6 separate regions of the Mus musculus genome follow, and all the other regions are linked to region 4. A link is a contact called in public HiCAR-type and promoter capture Hi-C data. All regions are on one chromosome and are shown on one strand. The core of a region is the stretch at or near the end of the contact, and the rest is flanking DNA. Distances in the headings are between cores, read along the strand shown. Region 1 holds the start of Gnl3l (guanine nucleotide binding protein-like 3 (nucleolar)-like). Region 2 holds the start of Tmem29 (transmembrane protein 29). Region 3 holds the start of Tro (trophinin). Region 4 holds the start of Tspyl2 (TSPY-like 2). Region 5 holds the start of Tsr2 (TSR2 20S rRNA accumulation). Region 6 holds the start of Maged2 (melanoma antigen, family D, 2).

Region 1 (4,065 bases), core at 738-3,237, 1.3 Mb after region 4:
AAATGAGATTATTTGCAAATTTTATCTTCATTCTGTTTCTGTGTTTTTCATGCAACCGATGAGCTTGTATTACTTTACAGGTTGTGTTGTATCATAAACTCTCTTTCATCTGTACTCCATACTTTGCTGTTCCTCCTGGAGACAATCATTTAAGATTGAACTGGGGATGTAGCTCAGATGGTACAGTGCTTGTCTAACATGCAAAAGGTATTGTGTTGGATCCACTGCAGGGCATACATTTAAATTGGGTGTGGCGGCACAGGCTTCTAATCTTATTATTCCAGAGCTGCACAGAGAAGGATCAGGAAGTTCAAGGTCATCCTGCGATACAGAGATTCTGAGAACATCCCGGGCTAGAAGACATTCTGTTTCAAAATCATGAATTTCCTTTTTAAATCACTCTGCCTGTGCAAACCAGGATGATCTTGAATTTCTGATCCTCCAATCTCAGACTCTGTACTCAGGGGATGTACTACCATACCTGGCATTTATATTTCTCTTTATCCTGATCCAATTTTCCCAATGCTACCTATTAAACTGTTCAATCCCCATTGACTTGTGGTGCAGCTCTTAATTTCAGTTGACAAATTTGCTTCCAGCCAGTTTTGTACTGGGTTTCTATGAGAGTTCAAAGATGAACTGTCATTTCTCTGAGGAGTCCTCTCTCCTGTGGTGATGAAGCCACATTAAGAACTATAGTGTACAGGGACTGGAGAGATGGCTCAGCAGTTAGGAGAGCCTGTTGCTTTTGCCGGCGACCTGAGCTCAGCAGCAAGCTTTCACATGCAGATGGCTCACAACCATCAGCAACTCCAGATTCAGAGGATCCAAAGCATCCTTCTGCTCTCCACATGCATCAGGAAGGTATATGGTGCACATACATACACACACACATAACAGCAAACTCACAAACTAGAACAAATCTACAAAAAATTTAAGAAAAAAACCTACTACAGTGTAGTATTGTGATAAAGGATGCTGTGATTCTTACTCAACTGGGAGTCATAAAAACGCTGGTATTAGAAATTTCATAGAGCTACAATAGGTAAATAGAGCCTGTAAATACTATGGCTACTTTGGGGGTCCAGAAGAATCTGGGGTCTAGAGAGAAAGGTAGCAGCCAATCCTGTACTATAAGGGGAGGGAGAGCAAAAGGGCTTGTTTTCAGCAGGAATGAGTTGCAGATGAAGAACACACGTTCTGGGTGGTTGCCTTACCTAGCCCAACCCCCACCCTTAAGGTTTAGACTTGAGGAGAGGGAAAGGACTGGAAGTAAATGACCAGGAAGGAATTAAATTAATAGTTACGCTTTTTGGAGGGTTATCTCACTTCCCAGTCAAGTCAGAAGTTTCCTGAAATGGTTATTAAAGACACCCTTACCTACCCTCGCTTTAGAGATAGGTTTATTTTCTGCAGACACAGGAATCATACATGAGGGAGAAGAGGGTAAACCGGTGAGTGACAATTCCAAAGAGTTTCGGTTGCTGCTCCCGGCTGAGCCTTGCTATGCTTTAGAGTCCCGTGAGACTGGAAAGCTGCTGAAAACAGCGAACTCATTTCAGGTGGGATATACGCAGCCAAATAGACACGTGATTCCGGCGGCCATTTTCTCGCACCCGGTCTGTCGCCATCTTCCAGGAGGACAAACTATTGCCCCCTACCCTCATCTAATGCTGCCAGTGATTACTTTGGTAACAGACTAGAGAAGATACATCCTTAACCCTAGCCAGGAAGCCGCACAAAAGAGTTCGTCTTACAAATAGCTTTTGTGGCCACATGAGTATACACACACACACACACACACACACACACACACAAACAAGACACAGATACACACAACTGCCCCCCCTCCCATCGCCAGGCTCCCGCCCCCCTCTTCGCTATTTCTTTACCCGCCGGCAGCCAGGAGGCGGGGCCAGCGTGGGAGCGGGGGCGGGACTGTGCGGCGCAGCAATTATATCGAAACTCCGCCCTTGCGTCTTACGCAAATTAGGCGGAGCAAAGAGCTGGGCTGGGATCCGGAAGTCTGGGCGGAGCCTAGCTGCGCACTCCTGGACTGGCGACGTTGTGCTTCTAACAGCTCTCCGAGGTCCCTGCCGGAAGTGTAGGTAAGAGACTACTCTCTTTTTTTTCGTGGTGAGTGCTCACCAGGCCAGCAGTATAGTAAAGATTGTTTTTTTAAAGGTGAAACCAGAGATGCTCGCCATCCTGGACTAGAGAGGTGAAAAGCTGGCTCTCTTGTAAAGTAGAAGGGCCTGGAAGAGGGATACGGATAGCTCCACATGTGGCGATGCGCTGAACTGCATTCTGGCGGCCTCCTAGAGAGGCTCTAAAGATGCATCCTGGCTATGTAGAGAGGCACTGACCATGCGTATGAGACAAAATGTCGGTTGCCCTCCGCCTTTCAGGATATTTGGGCGTCATTTCGCATTACTGCCATTTCTCCCATGTAGACAGACGCCCCCATCCATGTGTGAGAAGGTCTATTACGTTTATACTTTCATTGCGTAATGGAGACAGGTGTGTCGACCCATCAAATGGTGGATGATATCATCCCTGCCCTATAAGAAAATAATTTCCAATACAAGGTTGAGCAGGCCGACTTCTGGCTTATTAAGGCATAGGTCTTTAACGGGGCTTGTCCATCTCCATACTGCGATAGGGGAGCTCAGAATTGTGTAATATCTAGAGGAAGAGAGCTCCTAACGTAGAGACCCACCCTTCTCATGTTTACCCTTGTAACCAGTCACCAGACACCATCAGCCCTCAAAATCATTGGAGACAGAGACTTATGGGCAACCACACAGATTTACCCCTCCCCCTTCATTATGGAAAATTAGACCCCCATAGCTACCCCATAAAGAATTGCTGTTTTTCTGACGGTAGTAAAGGCCCACCCAAACTGGCTTACAGTACCTGGGAACAGACTTTAGTCCACTGAGATAATGCTATGCCTCTCAAGTAGACCCTCAGGGTAGAGAAACTCAGGTTTATTTTCTTCCCTTTTGAGGTAGAGACAGAACCCCACCCTCCAAATGATTTATAATCACCAGATTGACCAAGAGAGGGGGCATCTGAGCAGTAGAGATGCAGACAACTCCCCCCTCCCATTTAGCCCAGAAAGCCAGTGATATCACTGATCATCCTACAATGCAGTGCATTCGAAATCTCTCCTCATCCATAGAATAGGAGCTCAGATTTTCTCTACTTTTAAAATTGTATTTATTTATGTATATGAATGCTCTATTTATTTACATGTGCACCTGTATGACAGAAGAGGACATCGGATTCCACGATAGATGGCTGTGAGCTACTATATAGTTGCTGGGAATTGAACTCAGGACCTCTGGAAGAACAGGCAGTGCTCTTAACTGCTCTTAACCACTGAGCCATCTCTCCAGCCTCTTAATTTTTGTTGTTGATTTTTTTTAAAATTTATTACGTATTTTCCTCAATTACATTTCCAATGCTATCCCAAAAGTCCCCCATACCCCCCCCACTTCTCTCCCCCCCCCACTCCCATTTTTTTGGCCCTGGCGTTCCCCTGTACTGGGGAATATAAAGTTTGTTTGTCCAATGTGCCTCTCTTTCCAGTGATGGCCGACCAGGCCATCTTTTGATACATATGTAGCTAGAGTCAAGAGCTCCGGGGTACTGGTTAGTTTATAATGTTGTTGAAGCTACAGGGTTGCAGATCTCTTTAGCTCCTTGGATACTTTCTCTAGCTCCTCCATTGGGGGCCCTGTGATCCATCCAGTAGCTGACTGTGAGCATCCACTTATGTGTTTGCTAGGCCCCGGTGTTGTTGATTTTTTTTTTTGAGACAGTTTTTTTTTTTTTTTTTGTGGGGTGTGTGTGTCCTGGAAATCTCTCTGTAGACTAGGCTGGCCTTGAACTCAGAGATCTGCCAGCCTTTGCCTCCTGAGTGCTGGGATTAAAAGTATGCATCACAACTGCCAGATATTTCTTCTCACCTAAGGTAAAATGAGAGATGCACACTTCCCAAGGGAGGAGCAAATTCATTGAGTTTATAATTGCATGGCCTTATGCCTTGTTTTTTACTCT
Region 2 (4,319 bases), core at 884-3,383, 1.9 Mb after region 4:
GAAATTTCTATTTACAAATAATCTCCCTTTAAAAAGTTATTTATTTATTTATTTATTTATTTATTTATTTATTTTTAAATCTTTCTCCAGACAGGGTTTTTCTTTGTGTAGCCTTGGCTGTCCTGGAACTTGCTCTGTAGACCAGACTGGCCCCAAACTCACAAAGGTCTGCCTGGCTTTGTAGTGCTGGGATTAAAGGTATACGCCACTATCTCCCGGTTAACAATAATCTCTTGAAGGTTTCTTTAGTATTTTACAACGTTGTAGACCTGCCTTAGAAACATTACTTTCAGGTGCATGATACTCTTAAGGAAAGCCAAGTTCACTTACTTCCTGACTTCCTTTGACTCTCATTTTACTGTTCTGTCTAGGGCACAAGTAGAGGAAAGGCTAGATATCATGGAGATGAGTGGATTTCATGCAGTTGTTGTGAAAACCACAACTCCCTTCTTCCAGGGAATAAGAGATACTTTCTTCGGGATCCATTTTGTGGGACCTTGGCCCAGGAATACAGAATTAGTTTACCCCAATGCCAAGTTCCATCATGGAAGGAGTTTTATAGTTTTATTTTTTACAAATAGTTTTATAGGACAAAGGAAGTCATGAATCAAGTCAAGTTTAAAATACATTGATGGGTAAACCAGAGAGGTATGAACAAGATGGAAGAGCTATTCTATAGGCCTAAGATGTTATCTGATGACAGTCTTAGCTCTGGGATTGGCAGAGCTAATGCTTTACTAAATTAATAGCTTCTAAGGGACTTTTATTTATTATCATAAGATATTAGTCCTAAGCAAATAGCTTCTAAGAGGTTTCTATTTATTATCACAGAATGTTAGCTTTAAGTTAATAGTGCCAATGAGCTTTTTATTTATTATTGCAAGATGTTAGTTCTAAAGTTACCACCTTCCAAAAGATTTTTTTCTATTATCACCAGGTGTTAGTGTTCAGATACTGAGTGGGGCCAGGAAGGCTAAACCTAGCTCAAGATAAAGCACTTAGCCTCTGAACCTGCACAATTCTAATCTCTCTATAATTCTGAAATTCCAGTGGGCCTATCATTTTCTGCAGACATAAACACAACCACACACAGCGTCTTTTCAGGGATTTTCATCGCAAAACTCTTTGTTTAAATAAAAGAAACTTTGGAGAGGAAAAAAAAGTGCAATGCACCAAGGAGTTGCTAGGCTGGACACAGGGATCTTTGCTGCCTGGATGCTCTATTTGGCTTCTCTTCAATATAGTTAAGAAAGGGGCCTGACCAGAGAACACAGAGACTTAATTCCAGGAAAACAACAAAGGCTGAAATAGCTGGAAGAAAAGTTCTCTAGAGCCCTGACCTCAAGGTTGGCTTCTTAATAAAATCCCATAAGAAAAACACCAGTAAACTACACATCCAAAGCATTCCTGATGCTAAAGTAACTGTCAGTAAGAATTGATTCCCATTCCCAAACTTGGTGCTGCACTGCCTATAATCTCAGCATTCTGGAGGTGGAGCCATGAGGATTAGTTCAAATCTGGCCTTGGTGAAATGCCAAGTTCCGGACCAGCTTCGACTACAGGACACTGTGGCTCAAACACAAGCAAACATACAAACAAAAAAGAAAGAAAGAGCTGGGCAGTGGTGGCGCATGCCTTTAATCCCAGCACTTGGGAGCTAGAGACAGGCGGATTTCTGAGTTCGAGGCCAGCCTGGTCTACAAAGTGAGTTCCAGGACAGCCAGGACTATACAGAGAAACCCTGTCTCGAAAAAACAAAAAACAAAAAAAGGAAAGCAATGTAGATCATTTGTGTTCAAAGTATACCTTCTTTTGGTAAAGGATGTGATCCCCCCCCCCGCCGGTGTTTTAGGGTACAGGTAAAATCATCCAAAAAGGTTTCATGATCAGAGAGGTAAGGGCTGAACGGGAGGCGATCTGGCTCAAGGCTCGAATGGCTAGAACATAAGGAGACCAGGGCTGTGTGGCTGCAAGTCACAAGCTCTGTTCTTTGGCCTAGAACAGGAGCTTTGGAAGTTACTTACCGGTAATGCTTAGGGAAGCTGGCAGCGACCTCACTCGTACCACTGCGCCAACGCGAAAATCAGCCAATCCTAGACCGCAGATTACAGCTTCCTTCCGGTGAGAAGGCGGGACTTCGGCTGATTTTCGCTAGGGTGAGGATGGGCGTTCGGGCTTTCATCGCGGATTCGGATCGCCGTACTCTCTTAGGCAAGTACGAGTGATTTTGGCGGTTTTCTCCATTCCGCTTACCTTCCGGAGTCTTCATTTCTACAACAGTTGACTGAAAAGCGGCAGGAAAATAATTTTGTTCCGTGAGGGTGAGTTTCAATTTCTGTGGCCGCTAGATGGCAATGTTAACCGCGGTATCGGAGTCCTGCCCACTCCACCCCGCCCTTTGTGCTTAAAAAAAAAGTAGTCTTTCTAAATTATGCTTCCTCAATCTGGTTCTCTTTTGCTTTTTTTTTTTTTTTTTGCTTGCCTGTGGATAAAGCCCTTTGCTCTTATAGTAGGCGGTTTAAATTCTGTTGGGCAGCTACTTGTGTTTTGGCTTTTCTAAAAGTCATTCTTTAACTTGTCTTTAGGATTAACATTAGAGGATCTTTATAAACATCCTCGTTCTTTTATTTAACCGTTTGCAGGGGTACTAATGAAAACAATTCTTATCCACATTGCAATCATCCAGACTCAATGCAGTTTACAATACTTGATTTAGGGATTATTTTTTTCTTCCCCATTCCCATGGGTATAATTTAAGCATACAGAAATGAGTATTTGTGTTATTGCTTTAACAATTTAAGAAAAGTGAAATCCCACTGAACCCCCCCTGACAGGTAATGATTAGAAAAAAGACCCTAGGAACTGGAGAGATGGCGAAGCAGTTAAGAGCTAGTACTGCTCCTACAGAGGACCCTTCCTAGGACACACCTTGGCTCTAGACAGTCAGATGCCTCTGGCCTACACCCACATGCACAGACACGTGCATGATTACAAGGTGATAAAAATGAATCTTAAAATGAGAAAAAGACTTGAACTTTTTTTCCAAATGTGACGACATCATCTAATAACTGATTTTCCTCCTTATGCCAATGTCAGGTATCATAAAGGATGATGCCTAAGGAGAGGATCATACTTGCTTTTTCCTCCTTGCTCACCATTATACTTTCTGCTCAGCATCAGAACTGCTATGTGTTCTCAACATTGGTGGTATTTGTTGAACAAATGACCAAGTGCCTGATTTCTTCAGGGTACAATTCTTTATCCATACAACATTACTGGGTCAGATCAGGCCTGGTGGTACAGGCCTGTAATCTAGCTACTGGGAAGATGGGTGGGAAGGGTTGCAGTTCAAGGCCTGCCTGTGCTGTTGAAGGCTGAGTGAGTTGAAGGCCAGCTGGGACTGTTTAATGAAACTCTGTCCATTGACTTTCTTTTGAAAGATGTTTATCTGTATCTATCTTACTGCTTTCTCGAGGGGAGAGTATAACTAAGTATTGACATTCTGATGCATGCACTAAAACTGAAGACTTACTTTTCTCATTTTGAAAATAATAAAAAGAAAAGAAGAGAAAAGAAAAAAAATCAGGAGATCTGGAGATATTGTTTCATTTTAGGCCAAACTTCTACTAGATGAAGGAAAGCATTTTACAAAGCAAGTGTGTGATTAGACAGTGATGGACTAGGGATGTTGGCAAATTTTTGGTAGTCTGGTTGCTCATCTTGATACCCGTGGTTATTGTCTCAGTACCTGTGTACTACCATTTTTGTAAAGGAGAGTGGAAGAAGAACCTGCTTTAGGGGGTGGTGGCCCACATAGGCCAACAGCTTGTGTCCTAGTAATGGCGGGGGGGTGGATGCTTGCTTACTTTTTACTTTTTTTTTTTTTTTTTTTTTTTTTTTTTTTGAGCAGGTTTCCATTATCCCAGAGTAGTTTTGAAGTGGCAATTTAGTCTAGCTAAGGATGACCAGAGTTTCTGGTTCCATATCCCTCAAGTGCTGGGATTACAGGTGTAATGTCAGGGGAATATAAAGAAGGAAAGCATATCAGTGTACATTTTTAAAGATAATTTCTCTATAAAGTGAAAAAAATTTTTATTGTACAGACTTACTGTTTCAACATCGCCATTTATTCACAATGCAATTTTAGAAGTAGATTTGTTAGGTCCAAAGGCCAAACAGTTCATTCACTCTTGAAAGAGTATTCTTTCTATGAGGATTCTTGTTTACCATGCCTTTCCTATGATTTAAAATATCAAATTATTATAAATATTAGAAGCTAATATTTAATATAAACAACACTTATTGCCATATATAATTAC
Region 3 (4,492 bases), core at 973-3,472, 1.7 Mb after region 4:
GGGAGTCTTTTTCTCCTGTTGGGTTGCTGTAGCCAACTTCAATATGATGGGTTTTGTTTCATCTTGTTATATTTTGTTTTGTTGTGTTTGGTTATTGTCTCTTAGAAGCCTGGTTTTTGTTTTGTTTTGTTTTTTTGTTTTTTAATGAGAGACAGAAAGGCATTGGATCTGGAGGGGAAGGAAGGTCAGGAAGAACATAGTAAAGGGAGGAGGAGAAACTATAATTAGGATATATTTTATGAGAAAAAGTTCATTTTCAATAAGAGAACAAAAAAGGAAAAAATAAAGAAATACACTACCTACAGGACAGTATATTTATAGGGTTTCCTTTGATTTTACTTTTAGTTTTCATTCAATCAATCATCCAAATATATTAAGGTAAACTGCTCCTTTTCACCCTTCACAACATTGCTTAGGTGCTGTCAATATTCTGTTCTTTTGCCATTCTTCATCATAAAATGTATAGTTGCAGGATAATTATATAATAAAGTTAGAGCTACTTGTCACAGATTTCATTACATCAAAGATTATTTGTATGCTGTGGTTAATTATTTTTGTATATATTAAGGTTCCCATTTAGTGACATACAGTTCTATGGGTTCTGACGAATATTCTCCTTAGGTTTGTTAAGACTTGTTTTGTGGTCTTACTCAGGATGTGTGCTGGAGAGTACTGCATGTAGATTTGAGAAGAATGTGTATGCTACAGCTGAAATGTTCTGTAGATGTCTGTTAAGTTCATCTGGCTTAATTCAAGTCCGACCTTTCTTTACTGATTTTCTGTCCAGACAATCCCTACACTGTTGGAAAATGGGTATCGAAGTCCTTTACTATTTGTTTGACTGTGCTCTATCCCCCATTCATTATTAACATTATTGCTCCATACATATAGGTGCTTCAGTGTTGGATTCATAGATACTTTTAATTTTTATATGGTCCTTGTGAATTGTCTCTTATTATATAATTCTTTTGTTGTTTGGTTTTCTTTTTTATTTTTAATTAGGTATTTTCCTCATTTACATTTCCAATGCTATCCCAAAAGTATCCCTTGGTTTTCTTGATACAGGACCTCACTATGTAGCCCTGGCCGGCCCCTGAACTCATAAGATCTGCCTGTTTCTGCCTCCCAAGTGCTGGGATTCAACGCCCAGTGTATAATGTCATTCTTTTTTATAATGTCTCATTTTAGCTTTGACTGCCTTTTTTTTCTGACATAATGGTCTCTACTCAGTTTGACATAATTGAATGAAAAAAAGTGAATGCTACAAATTGTTTCTTGCACTGGCGAGTAGTGTGCTACATCACAAGAGAAAGCCTAAGTCCTTGTTCAGAGCATCAGTAAAAGAAGAACATGAGAAAAAAAGATGTGTATGTATATTTGTATGTATATATATGCACATATACATATGATTTTTAATATATCATCTCATCGTAGAAGGCTGTACTTGAACTCAAGACCCTTCAACATCTCCCTCCCAAGTAGTGCTGGAATTATATCAGGGCTTTGTTAAATGCCCGCTCCCATAGTTTCCAAATAATTTTTTTTTTAATTTTAAGGAATCAGTGAAATTATTTTGAAATAAAATAGAAGCATGTAGGGATTTTTTTATTACATTTTTATTTGTAATAAATAAAGTGTGTGTACATGCACATATGTGTTTGTGTGCAATCAGAGCTGTGAAGACAACCTGTGGGAGTAGGTTTTCTACCTCCGCCATGTGGATCCAGGGAATAGGATTCATGTCCGCAGGCTTGGAGTGCTTTTACCGCTGAGCCATCTGACAGGCTCTAATTGATTTTTCTTACATCTACTGTTTAACTATATGTATTTAATTATTTATTACATATTGTTTAAATATATATTATATATATGAATTATTTGAGAGCATCACCTTAATGTTCAGCGCCTCTATCTTAATCTAGTCGTATTTTAGAGGCAGTAATGAATGTGACGTTCTCACAGTATATCACGCCATGTAATTAGTGTTGTCAGGACAGGCGTGGGAGCTCTGAGGTCATTTTCTTCAGGAGAAACTGAAAAATCAAATAGGAACAGGGACACGTATTGGGGAACAGAGAAATGAAATGGAGACTAGGTGTGAATGCTGAACAAGAGGTAGTAAACAGATGCGCCACACTGAGGAGACTGGGAAGCCGTTAGCGGGGAGGGGGTGGGGCGGGCTGGTAGGGACGGAGACCCCCCTCTGGAGGCGGAAAGAGGCAGGACCACTTCCGGCCAGGGGGGCGGGTTACAAGCTCAGACCTGAGGAGAGGCTTGGAGAGAGCAGACGTCCTCTCGGCTCACGAGGGCGAGGTGAGCTGAGGTGGCCAGCTTTAGGAAAGACCCCGTGGGGGCTTCAGAGCCGCGGCTTCGGGGTGACTGGCTTCACACAGCATTAAGGTTTGACAGGAACCTGGCTGGATTCGGGATCTAGCGGTTTCGATGTGGTGGGTTTAGAGGTGCCTGGACCCAATTCTCACTGCGTAAAGGCGGGGGCGGAATCTCCGGGCTACGGGAAAGTCTAGACTCAGTTTGGGGATGGAAAGAAGGGATGCAGACCTGGTTGGGATTTTGGAAAGGAAACATCTAGAACACGTTCTGGCTGTAGCAAAAAGGGAGGAGGGTCGAGTTCAGGAGGGAGGTAAGGGACCCGGATCAAGCTGAAGAAAGGGGGCTGGACCCCGTTATGGGCTACGAAAAGGATGAATCGAATCTGGACTAAGAAAGGAGCGACAGAATCCTCTTTAAACGGCCAGAGGACCAGGCTTGGAAGGGAGAAAGGACGGGCTAGGATCCGGGTAGCACTGCTTTGAAAGAGGGGATGACCTGGTAGGGTTAGGGAGCTGGGAATCATGAAGGGGTTATCCCTGTTGGATTTGAGGGTGGGGTATCAATGTTGCAGAAAGGGCGGGGCGGGGCCCTTGCAGACGTGGACCGGGGGGGGGGGGGGCGAGGGGGGATAGTGTTGGCGAAGGCGACTGCGGCGCGGGTGGGGGGGGAGGGGGCTTGAGGAGGGTGGGAGGTGCGGAGGACTGCGGAACCACAGCCTGAGTGAGTGGCTGATGGTTGGCGCGGGCTGGCGCGGCCGCACAGGAATGGGGGCGGGGGTGGGGTGGGATGGTGGTAGGAGGGGGTGGCGCGAAGAGGCCCTGTGGAGCCTGGGGTGGGGGGACGGGCTGAGAAATGATGTAGGAGGAGGAGGCGGTGGGATCGAGATGTTCTGTAGCTCTGAGAGCGGGGGACATATGTGGACATGAGATGGTTAGAATGGTCCTGTCCACCATAGCGCATGCGTATTGAGGGCCTTGAGGACCAGCTGCATTTGGAAAACCTGTTATCATGCGCGCGTGCGTGTGTGTGTGCACGCGCATATGTGTGTGTGTGTGTGTGGGTGGGTGGGTGGGTGTGGGTGCGCGCGTGTGTGCGTGTCTCTCGCTCTCGTTCTGTGCGCATGCGCACTGTCAGGTTGCGGTGTGGTAGAGGGTATTAAGGTGTAGGTCGTAGAATTAATTTGCCATCTTGGAAGCAAAAGATGCTGCAGCTCAGAGACCACATGTTCTGGGCTTCTAGATAGGCAAACCCAGAAAGATTTGGGGCCTAAAATTAGGCAAATTCTTTCACCCTTCAGATTTAGCAAGACTTCTGATAAATCTTCCCCCTTTCCACCCTCCTATTATCCTCTAACTCAGGCCTATTTCCTTCAGGCTCGGCTATTAGCCTTTCAGAAAGATGGATAGAAGAAATGACCATGGTCATCGGGTGCCCACATTCCAGGTGAGACCTCTCTGCATTCTGTTTGTCGTGCCCTGAATTCATTTACCACTCTGGAGCCTATTATCACTGTGTAGTTCCATAATTCCTTACCTTACCTATCTCAGTCTTCCTTTGCATGGTACAGGGAAGAGGAAACTTATCTATCTCTTGCTCCATCCCCCTTTCCCAAACCCCTTTCAATGAAATTGTTCAGGAGGGGAGGCAACTGTAGAGAGGGGTGATTGTAGGGAGGTGGGGTGGCCCATAGGATTATAATCCTAAGTATGTAGGGCCCTCTGCCTCCCGCTGGGAGCCTAGGGCTTCCTTTCTCTCCAGATGTACAGTCGGAGACCACAGAAAAGGACCCACCAATTGCCAGCCGATCTAAGAAAAACAAGAACAAGAAGAATTCTATTAAGCCTATGGATAAGACCACACCGGCTCCCCCTCCAGTCCCATCTGCCAATGATAATGCTAGCAACAAGCCTAAAGTAACTTTGCAGGCTTTAAACCTACCAATGTTCACCCAGATCAGTCAGGCTTCAGCTACTACTGAGGCACCCAATATCCAGGCTTCAGTTACTTCTCAGACCCAGAAAGCCAAGACAATGAGAGTTACTCCCAAGGTATCCCTAACTGGCAGTGAGGATGCCACTACACAGCTGAAGCCACCATTACAGGCCCTAAACCTACCAGTTACCACACCGACTATCCAGACTCCAGTTGCCAATGAGTCAGC
Region 4 (4,461 bases), core at 1,871-4,370:
TGAAGAGCAGAATGGGGGATGGGCTCCTCAACCAGAATATACCAAACTTAGCTACGTTCACTCAAGCTTCCTCCAGGAATATATAACTAACTTTTCCTCCTAGGAATATATATCCACTTTAGTCCCCATTAGGGATGATGTGGGTATAAGCTGACAGGGAAAGTCACCCATGGGGAAATAGTTGAACTCTCCAGAGTACCTAGAGCCCAGACCATGGGGTCAGAGCTAAATTCAACCCCACAATTATCCCTTGGGTTCACAATACTCCCCCCTAAAATAAAATTCTTTGGAGACCTTGATAATCAAAAGTTATACAAACTTCAAGGCACTGTGGAATTGAGTCCATTTCTGCTTGACCTCTTTTTGTCCCTTCCAAGCCTCACAGTCCTTGAGCTCCTCCTTGGTTGGGCCCCAAACATCCTTCCCAGAAGTTTTTTCTCCATCCACTCTTACAGGTGGATGGTCCCAAGCCTCTTTTCCATGGACAAAAACCACTTTGGGCTTACTTCAAGGCCAGTTCTACAGACTGGTGAGCCAAGTTGGAACTCTTTGCCTAAGTCTGGGGCAGTGATCTCTCCATCTCCTTTCCTTCCTTATAAACTCCTGTCCTAAACTCCACCTCTACCCCAAGATAGGCCCTGAACTGAGGTAGTCTTGACCCAAAAGCAATGAAGGGGGCACTCTAGGCAGAAGAGATATTGATGACCCTGGTTGTGGAGTGGCCCTGGAAAAGCAAGCCAGAGGAGCTGAGAGGCTGGGAATGTGTGTTTGGGGTGGGGCTATTCTCTCAGTGATGATGATAGAAATGCCTTTCTGAGGGCTGGGGTGCAAAGACCAAGGTGGGAGGGCAAATAGGGTAAACTCGGGAGGGTTTTCCTCCGTTTCCTTTTTCTAACTGCCTGGATTCATCATTGGATTTTGTAAATGGAAAAAGTGAAATGAACAATGTTATATTGGATGTTCTCTCTCTCTCTCTCTCTCTCTCTCTCTCTCTCTCTCTGTGTGTGTGTGTGTGTGTGTGTGTGTGTGTGTGTGTGTGTGTCCATGTCTCCTATCTGTGTATGATCACATGAGGAGGTATGATTGAATGAGATAGTGTGTGTCTGTGTGACTTTGTGTGGGTAAGAACCTCTGAGGAAAACTTGCCTGGTACACATATGTGAGCAAATACATATATGTGAAGAAATAGAGTATACACACACACACATACACACAATGGAGAGGAGACAAAACTTAGTATGTGCCTGCAGCAGGAAATAGAGTGCTTAGGAGATGGAACCTGAAATTTTTCATGTATGTATGTGTCAAGAGAGTCAACTCCCATCTCATAAAGTTGTCTTCCTTTGGCCCAGCTTCTGAGCACCAGGTAAGGAGAGAATACTTTAGAACCCCATCTCTTCCCAATGTCTGGAGATTCAATCCTCACCCCAAATTTCAAACAAGGTATTTCTTATATTAGACCACCATGGAAATAGGAACTGGGAATAGGGGAGGGATCAAACATGAAGGCAATGGGGTTAAGAAATGGCCCCCTGCAATGTAATGGCTTTTAGAGGAACTGCTCAGCCTAAACTGCAAGTCCTTCTTACGGTTCCACTGTATACAGCTGGGACTTGGTTTAGCTTTGACTAAATTCAGAAGGAAAGATAACATAACGAAAAAGCCCAAGTCTGGGGATCTACCCAGCTGGCCTACTCCCTAAGCACTCAATTAATTTACTATTTATTTACTTATTTCTTCAGGTGCACAGAATTGAGCTGACCCTATTACTCAGTTCTTGGCACACTCTATCATTGGTCCATGCAAGGTCCTTTTATTATTTTGCTTTGTCCCCTTCATCACCCATTCCTGATCCCATCCTTCCAACCCCACATAGGCACCGCTCTTCAGTACTTAATGTGTGTCCTTCCAAACCACCGTTCATGTGTTTATTTACTTATGTGTATCTGTGGAAAATATATGGTATTGATGTGTTTTAATTTACATAAACAGTATTGTACTATAAATCTTGCTCTGTTTCTTTTTTCACTTAACATTCTGTTTTTGCGAAATCCAGCCATGTTGCTATACATAGATCAAATTTATTCTAGTAGTCCATCTAAAACACATATCACATCCATTTTCCTGTTGATGGATTCTGAGGTTCCTTCCTCTGCTACCACAGCAAGGCTGCAATGGGCAATTATCTCCTCTCCTTAGGAATGTCTAATGTAGAAGAAACAAGCTCAGAGAGGGGCAGTGATTTGGCTAAAGTCACAGTGGAAGTCACCTGCTATGTGGATTCTAGAACCAGAGCCAAAACTCCACCATCGTGCCTCATCAAAGACCAGCCATTTCTGATCACAAACAAAATAAAATATAATATTAGGGTACAATTAATAGCCGCATTCATTTAGGAAAAGCTGGGGTAGAAATTATGTGTAGACAAAGAGAATTTTAAAGTTCTAGAAAAATCTAGCACATTAGTTGAATCACCTTTTTTTTTTTTTAATGACGCAGAGGAAGTTACTCTTTGCATCTGTGGAGCCATTTTGCAGAAATAGAAAAAGCCATGTCAAAACCTGACCACCAAAGCAAAAAGACCTCAGATATTTAAACTACTAGCAGTTCAAAGCAGCCTGCGACTGAGGGGCTACAGCGCTCACCCCACAGGCATAAACTGGTGGGGGAAGGGACAGATTTTAAAAGTGCGTAGTTGTTGGGGGAGTGGGGCGGGGAGAATGATAGCGAGGCTCTCTGATTTCATTTGAGCACATCTCGTTCCCTGGTGCTTGCGCACTCCCAGCCACCCTCCCCGGGCCTAGTCTTGTGGTCTTCAGAATCACTGGTACTTTTCCCATTGGCTAAAACATTGCAAGACTGAGGGTGAGGGGGCTCCTACCCTAGCTTTCCTCATAGCCAATCGCCCCGCAGTTTTCCTCTCATCACTGAGGGGCAGTCAGCCTGATGATTGGTGGGCGCGAAGGGAGCCAATTAGAAAATGATGATGTGTAGTGTTGGCAAGCGGATTGCGTGAGAGAAGGCAGGGGCTGAGGGAACGCTACCGCCAGCTCCGAGGCCTGCAGCCAATGGCGGGCAGAGCAGACGCCATGCCAGGGAGTGGGCGGGGCCTGGGCGATAGGCGCTGTGGGAGTGGGGCAGGCGCTGTGGGAGGGGACGTCAGAGCGAGGTGGTGAGCAGAGCTGGTCGCGTGAGGTGTGGCGGCTCCGCTTCAAGTGTGACTGGTGGCTACGGCCTTGTCTGAGAGCCGCAGAGCCAGTGTTGTGAGTGCGGTCACCATGGACCGCCCGGACGAGGGGCCTCCGGCCAAGACCCCCCGCCTGAGCAGCTCGGAACCCCGTCAGCGCGACCTGCCGCCCCCGCCACCCCCACCGCTCCAGCGACTGCCCCTGCCTCCACCCCAGCAGCGTCCGAGACCCCAGGAAGAAACCGAGGCTGCACAGGTGCTGGCTGACATGAGGGGGGTGGGCCCCACGCTGCCCCCACCACTGCCCTATGTCATTCTTGAGGAAGGGGGGATCCGCGCGTATTTCACCCTGAGTGCTGAGAGTCCCGGATGGGATCACGCAATGGAGTCAGGGTTCGGGGAGGCCCCTTCCACAGGGATCATGGAAACGCTCCCATCTTCAGAAATCTCTGGGGGAAGCCTGGCAATTGACTTTCAGGTTGCAGAGCCCAGCAGCCTCGGAGAGAAGGCCCTAGAAACCTGTAGCTTAGGAGGGTGGGGGCCCCAGATGTTAGTTGGTCCGAAGAGGAAGGAGGAGGCTATCATAATAGTGGAAGATGAGGATGAGGATGACAAGGAGAGTGTGAGGAGGCGGCAGCGTCGGAGGAGGAGGAGAAGGAAGCAGAGGAAGGCGAAGGAGAGCCGAGAGAGGAGTGCCCAGAGGATGGAGAGCATACTGCAGGCCCTGGAGAGCATTCAAATGGACCTGGAGGCGGTGAACATCAAGGCAGGCAAGGCCTTCTTGCGTCTCAAGCGCAAATTCATCCAGATGCGAAGGCCCTTTTTGGAGCGCAGAGACCTCATCATCCAGCATATCCCAGGCTTCTGGGTCAAAGCAGTATCCTTCTCATCAGTATGCATGGGCCAGAAGCCCATGACTGAAGGGGAGATGTGTGGAAGAGAGAGAAGAGGTGTGGGGGAGGGTCAGAGATGAGGATGATGAATCCCCATTAGAAGATTCTAGAAGGCGTGGAAGAGGGATGGCAAGAGGGCAAAATCGCATCTAAAACTAGACTGCAGAAGGGAAAAAGAGTAGCATTGCAACATTTAAAAAGAAAATGGATCCCAGACAATAAAAGAGGGAGGGGTAACGGAAAAGGCACACAGCCCATAAACGGAGCAACAGATAGAGAAAGGAGGAGAGGAGGGGGGAGTACAGGTGATGAACTGACTAAGGAGGGAGGGCGCATAAGCTCTTCGGGAAGCGTGCTCAAACCACACAAGGCTCCATAAAC
Region 5 (4,667 bases), core at 537-3,036, 1.2 Mb after region 4:
TGTTCTCTAAACGCTTGTAGTTAAATCTCATTAACTTTGCTTATCATATATCATAATGATCCTAACAATCAGATAACACTGGATGATCATATCACAATGCTGGCTTATCCTGAACCTCTTTCCTGCAGTGTAATCAAAGGCCTGGCTTTACCTGAAGGAGGACAGAACTCCTCAGACTGCTGAGGGCAGTGGTGGGCTGTATCTCCCCCATGGGCTCTTTCTAAATATTTACAGCTCAAACATTTTTGTTGCAAGCTAAAAATGTGTCCCCTAAGTACTTCAGCTACAACACTCAAGGTTCATTTCATAGTGTTTTCCAATTTCCCTTTGTTTTTGTCCTTTGACCTATTTCCATAAAATAGAGTCCATAAGGTTACACAAATTTATGGATTTCACATGTTTCTTTCTCTTACTAATTTCTAATTTTGCTTTGCAGTCTTTCTTTTTTTTTTTTTTTTCTTTTGTGGTCTTGGGATGAAACTCCAGGACCCCAGTATGCTGGCAAGGTAGATAGAAACATTATCAGCCCTTAGTCCTTAAAACATACTAAACGCTGTTGTGTGGAATACTACATGGTGTGTCTTGGAGAATGTTCTTGTGAACTTCAGAAAAATCTATATTCTGTGCTAAGTGTGGTGGTGTGTGATTAGTCCTAGAATTTAGGAGAGTGTGGTAAGAGTCCAATACCAGACATGGCTACACAGTGGAAACTGAAGTTCCTAGAGAAAAGAACAGGTACATCTGTATGGACCGTTCTATAGGACCAAATGACGGAGCTTTGTGGTTGGGGTGAGTAAAAATGTTACAGAGGAGAGACAAATGACCTTGAGCTACTTTTAATCCCATTGAAAACAATTCCTTGTCTTCCCTTGAATCTGAACGAGAAATCTCGTGGTTATCACAACTTTTCAAATACATACTTAACAGCGAGCATCTATGAATCCAAAAGCTAAGAATGTCATCAGACAGTATCTGAAACCTAAGCAGAAATTTCCTCATCCCACTACCTGTAGTCTCTATCAATAGATTTAGTAAATGCTTTGACTTAGGACTTTCTTTGTTCTGTAACTACTAAAATGTCATTTGACCACTTCCACAAAAGAAAATATCTTTCTGGACAACCTGAATCCTGGACATGGTCACTCATATTTGACTCAAGAATGAATTGTTGGAGCTGGAGAGATGGATCAGCGGTTAAGAGCACTGACTGCTCTTCCTAGAGGTCCTGAGCTGAGTTCAAGTCCCAGAAACCACATGGTGGCTCAAAACCATCTGCAATTGGATCCGATGCCCTCTTCTGAGGTGTCTCTGAAGACAGTGACAGTGTACTCACATATATAAAATAATTATTTTTAAAAAATTAAAATTACATTTATTTATTGTGTGTGGGAGTGCCTGCGCCTGTGAATGCCGTGTAACACATGTGGAGGTGAGAGGAAATTGCAGAAATCGGTTCTCTAGTTCCATCCTGTAGGGCTCAGGGACTGAACTCAGTTCTTCAGGCTTGGAGGCAATTGCCTTTATCTGCTGAGCCTCGCAAATGTAGGTTTTCTCGCCCTCGCTATTCTTTTCTCCTTTCCTCTTTATTTCAGCTATGCTTCCTAAGTACTCTGCTCCAGGTTCTCCTTTAATTATTAGGATTTACTGTGGTAAGTGGTAGCATCTACCACTGATGGCGTTTCCCACTGTTCTGGTCTTGCTGCCAGCCAGATTGGCAGAAAACTAAACCACGTTCTGAGAATCGGCTTTTGGCTCCTTTTGCCTGGTGAGGTCGCCCTAGCGATTGGGCTGCCTGGGAGCCACGTGATCTAAACGGATGATGGCGGGCGCCGCTGAAGATGTGCGTGTGCTCTTCGGAGCTGCAGTCCGAGCTGCGCTGGAGGCTTGGCCTGCTTTACAGGTAAGTGAGGTCCTGGCGGGGGGTCACGATTAAGGCTGTGACAAAATAGAAGTTGACCAGGCGAGGCGCCAGAGCCATGGCTGGGCGGTGTAAGCGGCAGACTCCCAGGCCCCGGCAGGCCACGCCGTTCTGGTTTCCATGCTGTCATGGTTGGCTTGGGCCTGTGTTCACAGATCGCTGTGGAGAATGGCTTCGGGGGCGTGCACAGCCAGGAGAAGGCCGAGTGGCTAGGGGGTGCAGTGGAGGATTACTTCATCGCCAATGGTGAGTGAATGTGAGGTGTTGCTGTCTGTCGCAGTGTGGCGTGGCAGAGCCTCGACGTAGAGAGCCCGCGTTTGATGAATGAATCGTGACTTTGAGATCAGAATTGTGTCTTTAGAGTGCCTTAGAGGCAATGACACTCAAATGCTATTATGCTGGAGAACGCATTTTGCCTTCCAGAGAGTCATTTTCCTACTTTCTAAAATGGTTATGGAAAGATCCGACGAAAAGAACTATTCGAGTCATATCTTGTAACTTAAAATTGCTGGATGAGGGGTGGGGGACAGCTCCGTGGACAAAGGCCAACAAGCATAACAGTCCGAATTTCATAGCTGGGACAACATGGAAGGAGAGAACTGGTACACGCTTAAGGTGTCCTCTGATTCTCCCTACACAAGTAAATATAATTTTAAAATTGTTGGGTGAGGAGTGTAGCCCAGTGGTAGAGCACTTTCCTAGTCTGCTCGTGTCCCTGGGCTCCAACCCTGGTGCCACCAAAACTAAAAGCAGTACCTCTGATAAATAAAAGGCAGCCAGGCCCTGTGGTGCAGGCATGTACTCTCATATTCCTGATGCAAAAGGACCTCAAGTTCAGATTCACCACAACCTTGTCTCATAATAAAAATAATATAAAGACTTGGAGATATAGCTCAATGGAAGTGCTTGCTTACTACACACATGTGAGGCTCTACACTACTCATACTACCACAAATGAATAAATGAATGAAAGAAGCAAATATTATAGTGTTATTAAATTCATATCCAAGGTCTAGCATATGGGCCATGTTTGTGATTCTAGCACCAGGGAGACGGAGACAGGGGAATTGCTCTAAGTTTCAAGCTCCATATCCCCAAGTTGTCCTTATGATAAAAGAAGGGGCTGGAGAAATGTTCAGCTGTTAAAAGTGCGTCCTGCTCTTCCTAACCTGAGTTGGGTTCTCAGCTCACAACCACCTGTAACTCCAGCGCCAGAGGATCCAAAATGTTCCTCATCTGTACACATGTGCATGCACATACATGTAATTAACAAATAAGTAACACAGGGCTGAAAGGATGGCTCAGCAGTTAAGAGCATTTGTTCTTGCATTGGACCTCGGTTCCGTTCCCAGCACCTACATGGTATCTCATAGTTATCTATGACTCCAGTTCCAGGGGTTCTGATATCATCTTTCTGTCCTTATCTGGGCACCAGGTACACACAGTGCACACACAGGCAATCAAAACAACATGCACATGAAATAAATACAACAAAAATCCTCTTCCAAAATATTTTAGTATGTCATAAGAATTAAGCATTTTTCACTTTTAGTATTAAATTTCACAATCTGGAGTTTATTTATTTATTTAGGTTTTTCAAGACAGAGTTTCTCTGTGTAGCCCTGGCTGCCCTGGAACTCACTCTGTAGACCAGGCTGGCCTTGAACTCAGAAATCCACCTGCCTCTGCCTCCAGAGTGCTGGGATTAAAGGCGTGCGCCACCACGCCCGGCACAATCTGGAATTTTAAAAGTCTTAGTACGTCTCATTTGTGACCAGCCACATTCTAAGTGCTTGTGCTCGATAAGCACATGCTGCTGCTTCTACACAAAAGTTCTACACTTCCATTTTGTCTTGGTGGGGTATAAAAGAACAAGAGGACTTAGAGTATTGCATGCTGTTTTTTTTTAACTCTTCATTAACATCCTAGGTTTTTTTAAAGATTATTTTATTTATATGAGTACACTGTAGCTGTCTTCAGACACACCAGAAGAGGACATCAGATCCCTTTACAGATGGTTGTGAGCCGCCATGGGGTTGCTGGGATTTGAACTCAGGACCTTTGGAAGAGCAGTTGGTGCTCTTAACCACTGAGCCATCTCTCCAGCCCCCAATATCCTAGTTTTGAGGATGGTATTAGGCAGATTCACAGCTCAACATTTACAATCTAGTGAGTGATTTCAGGTAAGTAAATGAATAGTTAAAATACTGGGTGGTGTGTGTTATGCTAAAGAGGAGCTCAGAATTCTTCAGTTAACTGAGCCTGAGGAGAAGCCTTTTTGATTTGATTTTTGTTTTTTGGGTTTTTTTTTTTTTTTTTTTTTTTTGAGACAGGGTTTCGCTATGTAGCACTGACTATTCTAGAACTCTTCTGTTGACCAGGCTGGCCTCAGACTCCGAGATCTACCTGTCTCTTGTCTCCCAAGTGCTGGGATTAAAGGTGTGCGCGCCACCACTGGTCAGTAAGAGGCCTTCTTAAGAGTAGCGATTAGAGTGAGGCCTAAGGAATGAAAAGGGGGAAACTAGGTAGAGATGATAAAGCATGTACTCAAAGGAGTTAAGTGCATTATATTAAGGGGATGGAAGAGTGGTAGAGAATGGTGTGTGTGTGTGTGTGTGTGTGTGTGTGTGTGTGTGTACAGAGACACTGACTAAAGGGTAAGAGATAAAAGGCCTTCTGTGACTTTGCTTATAGAGATAGAAAGCCAGTGTCTGTAAAATTCAAGCTATAAAAGACTTGTCTCGTTAGA
Region 6 (4,332 bases), core at 4-2,503, 1.5 Mb after region 4:
GGTTTGAGAACTTTATTTTCTTGGTATTGGAAGTTTTCCATAAGTTGGATAGGATAGGAATTTGGGGCACCAGAATTGGAAGAAAATGAGAGACTATTCATTTGTGCTCAGCAGAGAGAGCCTAGGAGATAAGAAAGTAGAAGGGTGACATTACAAACTTGGGGGAAGTAACAGTTTATAGGAAATGAAACGAATATATAAACCCGCCTTGATGATGTGTGAAAATGTATGTGAATCAAATTGTCCATAAAGCCATAAGGATTGGCTATCTTTCATTTGTCCAGTATGGGCAAAGGTGACCTCAAGAAGCAGACTTCTGACTATTTGTGTATAAGAAAGATCTTGAATTTTATTTCTATAACTACCGTGAATTATAGTTTATAATAAGCTTTTTCTGGGTCTGCATTCACCTGCTCTATTGCTAATGATATTTTGTCTACTTCTCTTTGTCTTTACATTTTATCTTGTTCTCATGAAGACACCCAGTTGTTTATGTGAATTTATCAGGCAACAGAAGTGCCATTTCAAACTAGTGAAAAACGTTATTGAGGGTGAATCTGTCAATGCCATAATAAAAGTCATTACTTTGTACAGTTAACTTACGCTGAAAATGGTAGTTTTTTCAAATGAATTGAATCAGCAAAACATAATAAAACAACAAAACAGTCCAATATAGACACCAGGATGGTCCTTGTAGCATTGTTTGTAATAGTTCGAAAAGGGGGAAACAACCCAGAAAGTACACGAAGCTGAACTAAGTAAATAAATTATAGGACAGTTATACAAGAAAACATTATACATTTCTAAAAAAACATATGCTAAGGGAAAGAGGTTTGAATATATAACTTGAAAAAAAGCAGTTACAGAACAGTAGGTAACTAGTATAGCCGGTGTAGGGAGAAAGTGCACATAATCAGACTACAAATTAAAAAATTAATGGAGGAATGTCTATCAAAGTACTCAATGTCATGAGTATTTCTGAGGAAGGAGATTAAAGATAGCTTTTAATTTTCTGTTACATATTTCTGCATTTCTCTGGTTTTCACATGACAACACACTACTTTTGTAGTAAGAAAAATAACGATATAAAATAAATAATTTCAATGAATGAATCGTTTTCGTGGGGGCAGTTTGGGTTGGAAGGGCTTCAGACCGAACCTGGTACAGAGGCATAAACATGGGCTTTGGCGTCAGACAGCATTGAGCAGGGCCCCATTGCCCCACCCCCGAGGAAGGGGGCGGGGGGTAGGGGGCTGCGGAAAGGGGCTGGGCTGGGCTGGGCTGTCTGCAGCTCTAGTCCAGGAGGCTGAGACTTCGAGAGGGACTGAGAGGAGCAGGCACACGCATCCCAGACTCACTGGAGGACAAGGTGAGGGAACAACATTGGGCTTTCCTGGTGAGCAGACAGTGGTTCTAACTACCTGAAACCTATAGCTGGGCAGGTGGGCAATTCTTATTTGACCACTATAGCTGGAGCAGAAGTGCTGCATTTGATGCGGTGTGAGAATGAGAACGACCAAGAAAGTAGTAAGCTGTATATGAACTGGACAGCAGAGACTGGCAGAGGTGGAGGGGAGAAAAAGGGGAACTGTGCATGCTTGGAGGAGAAGGAAGAATATGGGGAAATAAGAAGGGGAAGGCGAGATCCAGGGACAAGAATAGGGGATGCAGAGAAGGGTTAAGGGACACTGGGGAGGGGGGTTGCATAGGTAACACAGAGAAGGATGTAAGGAATGGGAAGAGATTTCTGTAGAGTAAATAGGAAATGCGATGGGAAATAGGGAGTCCGGAGTTAGGCAAGGGAATAGGGAGGGGGGGAATAAGGAGTGTTGAGGGGGGAGGGGCAGACGGGCTGGGACGGAGGCCCCCTAGGGAGGCGGAAAGGGGCGGGACCACTTCCGGCCTTTAGTGGGGAGGGCAGTATCTGAGTTTCGGAGGGGCTTGGAGAGAGTGGACACACTCGGGAATTGTAGGAGGACGAGGTAAGTCATGGGCCCCAGCTTTGGATGAGAGCCTGCTAGGGGTCGGCCCCACCCTCTGGGATCTGGAGAAAACCTGCCTTAAGAGCCAAATCTTACCGAATCCATCCAGCTAGGAAGGGAGGGGACTGGACCCCGTTTGGCTGGGCCTAAGATGGAATCACTAGTTCAATCCTGAGTTGAGGAGGGGGTGTTACAGGGAAGGAGCCAAACCAATTTGGGTTTTACCGTTTGGAGGGGGGCGTGTTAGGATAAAGGGCGGGACCTGGAGGCTCTGTGAAATTGATAGGGTGGTTGTGAGTAGGGGAGGGGCTAGGACCACCAGACACTGCGACAATTTGGATGGAAGGTTTGTTGGGGAGGGGGCGGGGCTGAACAGCATTGCGGACCTGGAGAGGGGCGTGTATAGGAGTTGGGTGCTGGACTGAGACCGTGGACATTGCGCATGCGCTTTATGTATAGCTAGAAAGGGGCGTGTTGAGAAGGGCTCGCAGAGACTGGGCCAGCTGCTGAATGCGCATGTGCACGGTGGACTTCAAAGAACGGGTTTGTACTGGGAAAGCAGGCGGGGTTGAAAGGGCGCTGCAGAAGACGCGCATGCGCACTCTAAGCCTGCGGCTGGGGGGGGGTGCGCTGGGAAAAGGGGGCGGGGTCCTCAGAGCTGCCGCGCTGGCACATCTTCCTGGAGGAGGGGAGGGTGCGGCTGCAGAGAACTGAGACCTAGAGACAGAATTTCTGTATCTGAGCACCTACTGGTTGGGGCTCCGGGAGGGGCTGGGCTTTGGGGCCCTAAAGAAGGTGAGGATCAGCTTCTAGGCAGAACAAGGGATACGACGTTCAGCGGGCTCTCCACTTGACCCAGGCCTTCTCTTTGAACTCAGCTTTGCTAGGTGAACTTGAGACATGTCTGACACAAGCGAGAGTGGTGCAGATCCAGCTCGCTCTCAGGTAAGACCGATACCCCCCCCCCCCCTTTCTTGCTGCTTGCCTTTCAAGCCCCTTTTGCTGCCCTAAATCCTTGGAGCTTCTCCTCCCATCCTTGTCATTCTCCACCCACTTCTTTGCCTGGGTGCATCCCCTCTCCCCAGTGGAGGGGAGGCCAAGAGGAAGGGAGAGAGGGTGGGCGGGCCCTTGGTTCTGTCATTACTTTTTAACTGGGAAGCCTGTTTAGGCTGGGGTGGTCAGAGCACACCACAGGTAAGAGTCTTTACAGGTCAGAGAAGTGTAGCCACCTAATTTTGGGACCATTTGCCTTGTTGAGGGGTGGGAAGAAGGTCAGTGAACTTCCTTGCTTTCCCTTGCAGGGCAAAGCTTCAGAAAAGGACAGCGGCTCCGTGATGCAGGACCTGTTGACCGTGACCCAGAACTTGGAGGTCTCAGAAACACCAAAGGCAGAAAAGGCACCAGAGGTTTCAGAGGCTGCAAAGGCTCCAAAAGCCTCTGGGAACCCAAAGGCGACAGAGGTCTCAAAGGCCCCAGAGGCGTCTGAGGCAGCTGCCACCCAGGCCTCACCTACCACACAGCTGAGTGAGACCCAAGTTCTGGCAACTGAAAACAAGAGTCCAGCAGCTGACACCAAGACGCAGAAGTCTGACCTGCAGGCTATGACAATGCCTACAACCCCGACCAAAAAGGTCAGCTGTGGTACCGATCCAAAGGTCAATACAAAGGCTCCGGAGACTGAGGCTCCTGCCTCTCAGGCTGGGACAGATGAACCAGAGCCTGAGGGTACAGCTGTCCAGGTTCAGGAGAACCAGGATACTCGGCCCAAGGTCAAAGCCAAGAATACCCAAAAGGTAAGACATACCCATCCTTGCTTCTCCACAATCTTCTTGTTCATTTGTCTGCCAAAATTAAAACAATTCCTGTGTTCCTGAAAGACCCAGCGCACACTAACAGGAGTGTGTCACAGTTCTTGTATCCACAGAGCTCACAGGCTGGTGGGGAGATGAGGCAGGCATATACATAGCTTCATGCTGACTGGAATGCAGCTTTTTATATGTACAGAGTAGCTGTACACTATAGACCTTGAGGTAGGCTTATTCACATGTGTAGTCTCATATCTGAAAGTAACTCCTTATGGTACCATTCTGTATGGCAGGAAACTGATGCCCAGAAAGAAAGAGGACTGGCTCGTCAATGGTGCTAGAAGCAGAGTCAGGTCAGGGGTGGATGTGGGAAGACGAAAGCCTCAGGCCTTATTTCTGACTTGTTCCTGATCCACTCAGGGAGGAAATTCCCAACTGGTAGTCAGTGATAAGCCCATGACTCAGGATGGCTAGTGTCCAGTGAGGCAGAGTCTTACTACAAGGGCAGGGTTGTGGGGATGTATCCTAGAAGAGACAGCGTTGGG

Evidence for each region. Promoter capture Hi-C pulls out the DNA fragments that hold promoters and counts their contacts. HiCAR-type assays count read pairs that join an accessible place to other places. Capture Hi-C pulls out chosen DNA fragments and counts their contacts.
Region 1: a contact with region 4 is called in a promoter capture Hi-C map of liver, with 2.3 times the contacts expected there. The contact joins the promoter of Gnl3l here to the promoter of Tspyl2 in region 4. A contact is called at or near these places in 1 of 39 promoter capture datasets (liver), 1 of 484 Hi-C or Micro-C datasets (CD4 T cells), 1 of 115 datasets of contacts at active chromatin or transcription factors (astrocytes) and 2 of 9 other capture datasets (adipose tissue and liver).
Region 2: a contact with region 4 is called in a promoter capture Hi-C map of liver, with 4 times the contacts expected there. The contact joins the promoter of Tmem29 here to the promoter of Tspyl2 in region 4. A contact is called at or near these places in 4 of 39 promoter capture datasets (embryonic stem cells, frontonasal cranial neural crest and liver) and 1 of 115 datasets of contacts at active chromatin or transcription factors (astrocytes).
Region 3: a contact with region 4 is called in a HiCAR-type map of astrocytes, with 3 times the contacts expected there. The contact joins the promoter of Tro here to the promoter of Tspyl2 in region 4. A contact is called at or near these places in 4 of 39 promoter capture datasets (cranial neural crest, hippocampal neurons and liver) and 1 of 115 datasets of contacts at active chromatin or transcription factors (astrocytes).
Region 5: a contact with region 4 is called in a promoter capture Hi-C map of embryonic stem cells, with 6 times the contacts expected there. The contact joins the promoter of Tsr2 here to the promoter of Tspyl2 in region 4. A contact is called at or near these places in 3 of 39 promoter capture datasets (embryonic stem cells, hematopoietic stem and progenitor cells and liver) and 1 of 9 other capture datasets (liver).
Region 6: a contact with region 4 is called in a promoter capture Hi-C map of liver, with 5 times the contacts expected there. The contact joins the promoter of Maged2 here to the promoter of Tspyl2 in region 4. A contact is called at or near these places in 1 of 39 promoter capture datasets (liver) and 1 of 484 Hi-C or Micro-C datasets (embryonic stem cells).

The regions. Positions count from the first base shown.
Region 1 is chrX:151,015,244-151,019,308 of GRCm38.p6, reverse strand. Gnl3l (guanine nucleotide binding protein-like 3 (nucleolar)-like) reads left to right here and starts at 1,987. Exons shown (of 16, transcript NM_198110.2): 1 at 1,987-2,108.
Region 2 is chrX:150,456,964-150,461,282 of GRCm38.p6, reverse strand. Tmem29 (transmembrane protein 29) reads left to right here and starts at 2,133. Exons shown (of 3, transcript NM_001359039.1): 1 at 2,133-2,211. It also overlaps a transcript of Apex2 not described here.
Region 3 is chrX:150,655,166-150,659,657 of GRCm38.p6, reverse strand. Tro (trophinin) reads left to right here and starts at 2,222. Exons shown (of 13, transcript NM_001002272.3): 1 at 2,222-2,313; 2 at 3,705-3,774; 3 at 4,044-4,492. The coding sequence starts at 3,730.
Region 4 is chrX:152,341,143-152,345,603 of GRCm38.p6, reverse strand. It overlaps Tspyl2 (TSPY-like 2), which reads left to right and starts at 3,120. Exons shown (of 7, transcript NM_029836.4): 1 at 3,120-4,064. The coding sequence starts at 3,279. It overlaps Gpr173 (G-protein coupled receptor 173), which reads left to right. Exons shown (of 4, transcript NM_001359449.1): 4 at 1-2,006.
Region 5 is chrX:151,093,662-151,098,328 of GRCm38.p6, reverse strand. It overlaps Tsr2 (TSR2 20S rRNA accumulation), which reads left to right and starts at 1,786. Exons shown (of 5, transcript NM_001164578.1): 1 at 1,786-1,900; 2 at 2,074-2,164. The coding sequence starts at 1,817.
Region 6 is chrX:150,811,266-150,815,597 of GRCm38.p6, reverse strand. Maged2 (melanoma antigen, family D, 2) reads left to right here and starts at 1,253. Exons shown (of 13, transcript NM_030700.3): 1 at 1,253-1,369; 2 at 2,861-2,927; 3 at 3,284-3,775. The coding sequence starts at 2,883.